Regions from separate parts of the Sus scrofa genome. Here region 2 is linked to region 1. The links are chromatin contacts, called in public Hi-C maps. All regions are on one chromosome and are shown on one strand. The core of a region is the stretch at or near the end of the contact, and the rest is flanking DNA. Distances in the headings are between cores, read along the strand shown. Region 1 has its middle 30 kb from the start of PRIM1. Region 2 has its middle 44 kb from the start of SDR9C7.

What was found. Hi-C and Micro-C count contacts between places; a contact is called where the count stands out from the background.
Region 2: a contact with region 1 is called in a Hi-C map of liver, with 4 times the contacts expected there. A contact is called at or near these places in 1 of 5 promoter capture datasets (liver) and 5 of 47 Hi-C or Micro-C datasets (liver and skeletal muscle).

What each region holds. Positions count from the first base shown.
Region 1 is chr5:22,118,112-22,121,173 of Sscrofa11.1, reverse strand. No RefSeq gene overlaps it. Among named protein-coding and RNA genes, the nearest start is that of PRIM1, 30 kb to the right of the region's middle.
Region 2 is chr5:22,206,444-22,209,505 of Sscrofa11.1, reverse strand. No RefSeq gene overlaps it. Among named protein-coding and RNA genes, the nearest start is that of SDR9C7, 44 kb to the left of the region's middle.

The DNA of each region.
Region 1 (3,062 bases), core at 239-2,738:
CCTCTTTGATGGACATTTTAGTTTGCTTCCATGTCTTGGCTATTGTAACCTGTGCTGCAGTGAACTTTGGGGTGCACTATCTTTTCAAATTATGGTTTGCTCCAGATATATGCCCAGGAGTGGGATTGCTAGACCATATGGCACCTCTGTTTTTAGTCTTTTAAAGAATCTCCATACTGTCTCCTTAGTGGCTGCACCAGTGTACATTTCCACCAATGGTGTAGGAGGGTTGCTTTTTTTCCACATCCTTTTCAGCATTTATAATTTGTGAACTTTTTGATGATGGCCATTCTGACTGGTGTGAGGTGCTATTTCACTGTAGTTTTGATTTAATTATTAGTGGTGAGAATCTTTTCATGTACCTATTGGCTATCTTTATGTTTTCTTTGGAGAAATATCTATTTAGGTCTTTTGCCATTTTTTGATTGGGTTGTTTAGTTTCTATTTGAGTTGTATAAGCTGTTTGTACTTTTTGGAAATTAAGCCCTTGTTGGTTGCATCATTTGCAAGTATTTTCTCCCATTTTGTAGGTTGTTTTTGTTTTGTTTATGGTTTCATTTTCTGTACAAAAGTTTATAAGTGTGATTAGGTCTCATTATTTATTTTTGCTTTTATTTCTGTTGCCTTGGGAGACTGACCCAAGAAAACATTGCTACAATTTATGTCAGAGAATGTTTTGCCTATGTTCTCTTCTAGGAGTTTTATCATGTCGTACCTTATATTTAAGTCTTTAAGCCATTTTGAGCTTCTTTTTTTGTGTAGTGTGAAGGAACGTTCTAACTTCATTGATCTACATGCAGCTGTACAGCTTTCCCAACGCCAGTTGCTGAAGAGATTAATTCATTAACAGATCTCTGTTTTTATTTTTTACCCTGTCTAGCAGATCTAAATGAATATTCAGAGGCTTCCAGCATTAAAAAATAGTATAGTCAGAGTTCTTGTTGTGACACAGCAAAAGCAAATCTGACTAGGAGCCATGAGGTTGTGGGTTCGATCCCTGGCCTCGCTCAGTGGTTAAGGGTCCGGCATTGCCATTAGCTGTGGTGTAGATTGCAGACATGGCTTGGATCTGGCATTGCTGTGGCTGTGGCATAGGCTTTAGGCTACAGCTCAGATTAGACCCCTAGCCTGGGAACCTCCATGTGCCTCGGGTACAGCCCTAAAAAGACAAAAAAAAAAAAAAGTATAGTCTATGAGAGAAAACTCCTAAACATGCATAGATAGCTCTCACTCTTTTGTGTTGCAGTCAGCAATTTAAATTTTAACTCTTGCTGCTAGGATTGCTGACTTCTCAAGAAAACCTCCCTCCCAGAGCATCAGAAAAAGAGCGTTGACACTTCATATAATTTTATATTTCCTGTTTTTTGTGTCATTCAGCAAATATTTATTTAAAAATTACTAGGTGGAAGGAAAGTCATAGAGATTAAAATTTTATTGACATGTGCAATGACGATTTCTTTCCCAAGGACTAAGGCGTTTTGTAAGCTCATGCTCTTCAGGCATTCCACACCTTACTTACATCAGTTGACAAGATAAACAGATGTGCCTATTAATGATCTACTTGAACAAACAATGTTTTTAAAACAGTAAAATTTTGCCTCAGTAAAATTTCCCACAGTATCCACTAAAATGAGAACATAGAAAAGTAGATTAAAATTACTATTCTCTATTGAAAAAATGTTCATTTTTTATATTCAACAAATGTTTTTACTGTTTGCTGTACACAAAGCATAGTAATAGGTGTTTAAAGAAGTTATTTTTACAGTTTGAGATTACAGGCTATGACTTTTTATTTATTTATTTATTTATTTTGTCTTTGCCTTTTCTAGGGCTGCTCCCGCAGCATATGGAGGTTCCCAGGCTAGGGGTCTAATCGGAGCTGTAGCCGCCGACCTACACCAGAGCCACAGCAACATGGGATCCGAGCCGTGTCTGCAACCTACACCACAGCTCATGGCAACACCGGATCCTTAACTTACTGAGCAAGGCCAGGGATTGAACCTGCAACCTCATGGTTCCTAGTCGGATTCGTTAACCACTGCGCCACAACGGGCACTCCGGCTATGACTTTACATTATTAAATATTTGAGTGCTATAAGATAGTAAAAATATTAACACCTGTATCTGTGTAACTAACACCAAACCTAAGAAATACAGTATCATTAATTTCATTCATGTTAACCATCAAGTAGATGGATGAATGGATGGATGAATAGATAGAGAGAGATAGGCCAACTAACCATTGTATGTATATACTACAGTTTATCCATTATCCTGTGAATGGACAGATAAATTGTTTTCAATTTATCATTTTCAAACAATAGAGCAATGAAGATTCTTGTACAGGTCTTCATGTTTACATTTCATATTAATGATCTGTATCTGGGAGTGGAATTGTTGAGTCATAGGGTAAAGCACTTCAGCCTCATCAGGTATTTTCCAAACTGCTTACCAAAGTGGTCTACAAATTCACCCTTGAACCAGAAGTGTAGTGTCGCCCATTAATCTGTACCTTCACTCTTGGTGTTGGCTGGCTTTTCATTTTTTGGCAGTATGATGAATGTGAGACTGTGACTTGACATTGCATTTCCCCAAGCTAGTTAAAATAAGCATACTTTGAATGTTTATGGCCATGCAGATTTTCTTTTCCTTTGTCCACTTTTCTCTTATAAATCTTGAGGATTTCTTTCTACTTCTTAACAGTAAAACTTCGTGGTTATCTTTGAAGCAAATATACTTCCCAATTGGCTTGTTTGACCTAGGTAAGGTGTGTATTTGATGTAGAGAAGTCCTCAATATTACTATAGTCAGACTTACTGTTCTTCCTTTATGATTGTGTTTGTGTGTGTGTGTGTGTCTTGTTTAAAGAGACTTCTCTTGGGAGTTCCCATCATGGCTCAGCGGTAACAAACACGACTAGTATCCTTGATGATGTGGGTTCAATCCCTACCCTTGCTCAGTGGGTTAAGGATATGTCATTGATGTGAGCTGTGGTGTAGGTGGCAGACAAGGATCAGATCTGGCATTGCTGTGGCTGTGGTGTAGGCCAGCAGCTACAGCTC
Region 2 (3,062 bases), core at 191-2,690, 88 kb before region 1:
GTCATGGAAAACAAGGTGAGATCTTTACTAATATCAGAAAGAATCTACCCACAGTGTCGTGGTAGAGTTTAGGAATAAGACAGAGGGCTTGTGATCTCCCATCAGCCCTCTCATGCTTACCTGGACTTTTCTCATAGGTCTCCTTCCTCCATGTGGTTGAAGAAGGCTTCCATTTTGTCATAGATTGTACCTATGTATGAATGTTATTGCTTTAATCAAATTGATCTGTTTCCAGGGACAGACAGTAAGGGGCACATGTTAATTGTTTCATATCCCCACACTTAGTTCTCTGCTACGTTATGTTACATTCCTCTCTCTCACTAACTACCTTTCCTGGAAAGACACCTGCTTCTAACTGGGAACCCAGTAAAAACGTGTAGTAAGAGAGGTAGACCCACTTTAGGGCCCGCTAAAGGGTACAGATGCTACATGCGAGTTCAAGCCAAATGCACTGATGGCCACTGACTCCAATATAATGCCAAGTCCTGGCAAATCCCACAACAATTATGATTCAGAAGACTTGGCTGAATATGATATTCTTAAGTACCCTTGAAGAGTCAACCCAACATTTCTGGTTTCCAATGTCCAGTTTTAGAATAAATGATTTCTAGGAGTTCCCGTTGTGGCTCAGTGGTAACAAATCTGGCTAGTATCCATGAGGATATGGGTTTGATCCCTGGCCTCACTTAGTGGATTAAGGATCTGGTGTTGCTGTGAGCTGTGGTGTAGGTTGCAGACGCAGCTCAGTTCTGGTATTGCTGTGAGCTGTGGTGTAGGCTAGCAGCTGCAGCTCTGATTCAACCCCTAGTCTGGGAACTTCCATAGGCCACGGGTATGGACCTAAAAAGCAAAAACAAAGAAAAAAAATTATTTCCAATTTAGCACTTCTTCTGGGGATGGAAAATGGTAGACAACTTTTTCATTCAGTGTAAGCCCAGGGTTCTTGTATGAACCACGGAGCAGGAGATGGGTCGCCCAAGGGACGGGTATAAGACATCTGTGTGTGTGTGTGTGTGTGTGTGTGTGTGTGTGTGTGTGTGTGTGTGGTGTGAGAAAGAGAAAGAAAGAGACAGAGGGAGTTAGGAGTGGGCAGGGGATGTCAGTTTGGTTTTCATATCATTTTATGAAAATTAAGTAAATGAGCTGTTCTTTTTTTTTTTTTTTTGCTTTTTAGGGCCACACTTGCAGCACCTGGAAGTTCCCAGGCTAGGGGTTGAATCAGAGCTACAGCTGCCAGCCTACACTATAACCACAGCAATGTCAGATCCGAGCCACACTTAAGCTTAAGAAATGTTATTTCTCCTGTTTTACAGAAGAGGAAACAGGCTCAGAGAGGTTACCTAATTTGTCCAAGGTCACACAGCCAATAGCCCTCATCTGAGCCAAATTTGCCTCAAGCAAGTCATCCAACCTTTGTCTCTGGATGAAGTTTTGCACTTTGATCATGGGTGAATACAAAGTGTGGAGGGTCACTGTCCTCTCAGTCTAGGAAGCTGGTCCCTTCACATTGGACAACTCCACTGCTCTTGCTGCAACTAAGTGGTCACTTGTGCCATTTCATGAGGGCTCATGACACCCCCTCTTCTCAGATTGTTGTTTCCAAAACGGCACTGTGTGTAGTGGTAAGATGATGATAATTATAACTTGCTTCTCAGGGTCATTTTGAGGATTAAGAGAGAGAATGCCAGCAAAGAGTTTTCTTCAGAGCAGGGCATCATGATAAGCTTGGAAGAAATGACAGTTTTAAACGCAGTCAGTTTTACTACTGATTCCATGTGTCCTCTGCTACTTATATATCTCTCTCTATCTTTCCTCTCAGCCAATTCCCTATCAAAGTTATGATCCTATAATTTTTAAAAATTGGCATCTGCAGCAGGCTTTTAAAAACCCAAGTAATCTTATCTTCATATGTATGTGTTATTACATATGCACATTGTCTAACCACTGCACTCCTCTCATTCCAGTTAAATCAAAATGGTTTGCAAATCTGCAAACATGAAAGGATCTTCCTTGTCCCTGTATTGTTCATTTGTTTTAAGAAAGGTTGTATCAACAACAAAAAACCAACCCAATCAAAAAATGGGCAGAAGACCTAAGTAGACATTTCTCCAAAGAAGACATACAGATGGCCAGTAAACAGATGAAAAGATATTCAACATCACTAATTATTAGATAAATGCAAATCAAAACTACAATTAAGTACCACCTCACATTGGACAGAATGGCCATCATTAAAAAGTCTGCAAATAGGAGTTCCCGTCGTGGCGCAGTGGTTAACGAATCCGACTAGGAACCATGAGGTCGCGGGTTCGGTCCCTGCCCTTGCTCAGTGGGTTAACGATCCGGCGTTGCCGTGAGCTGTGGTGTAGGTTGCAGACGCGGCTCGGATCCCGCGTTGCTGTGGCTCTGGCGTAGGCCGGTGGCTACAGCTCCGATTCAACCCCTAGCCTGGGAACCTCCATATGCCGCGGAAGCGGCCCAAGATATAGCAACAACAACAACAAAAGACAAAAAAAGACAAAAAATTAAAAAAAAAAAAAAAAAAAAAAAAAAAAAAAAAAAAAATAAAAAGTCTGCAAATAACAAATGCTGGAGAAGGTATGGAGAAAAGAGACCCCTCCTACACTGTTGGTGGGAATGTAAATTGATGCAACCACTATGGAAAAAGCATGGAGGTTCTTCAGAAAACTAAAAATAGAATTATCATATGATTCAGCAATCTCACTCCTAGGAATATATCTGGACAAAACTGTAATTCAAAAATATAGATGCCCCTGTATGTTCATAGCAGCACTAATCACAATAGCCAAGACATGGAAACAACCTAAAAGGCCATCGACAGATGAATGGATTAAGAAGATGTGGTGCAACAGAATACCACTCAGCCATAAAAAGAATAAGATAGGAGTTCTCTGGTTAAGGATCTGGCATTGTCACTACTATGGCTTGGTTTGCTGTTGTGGTGCAGTTTCGATCCCTGGCCCTGGAACTTCCACATGTTGCAGGTGCAGACAAAAAAAGAAAAAAAAAAAAAAGAATGAAATAACATGGATGCAACTAGA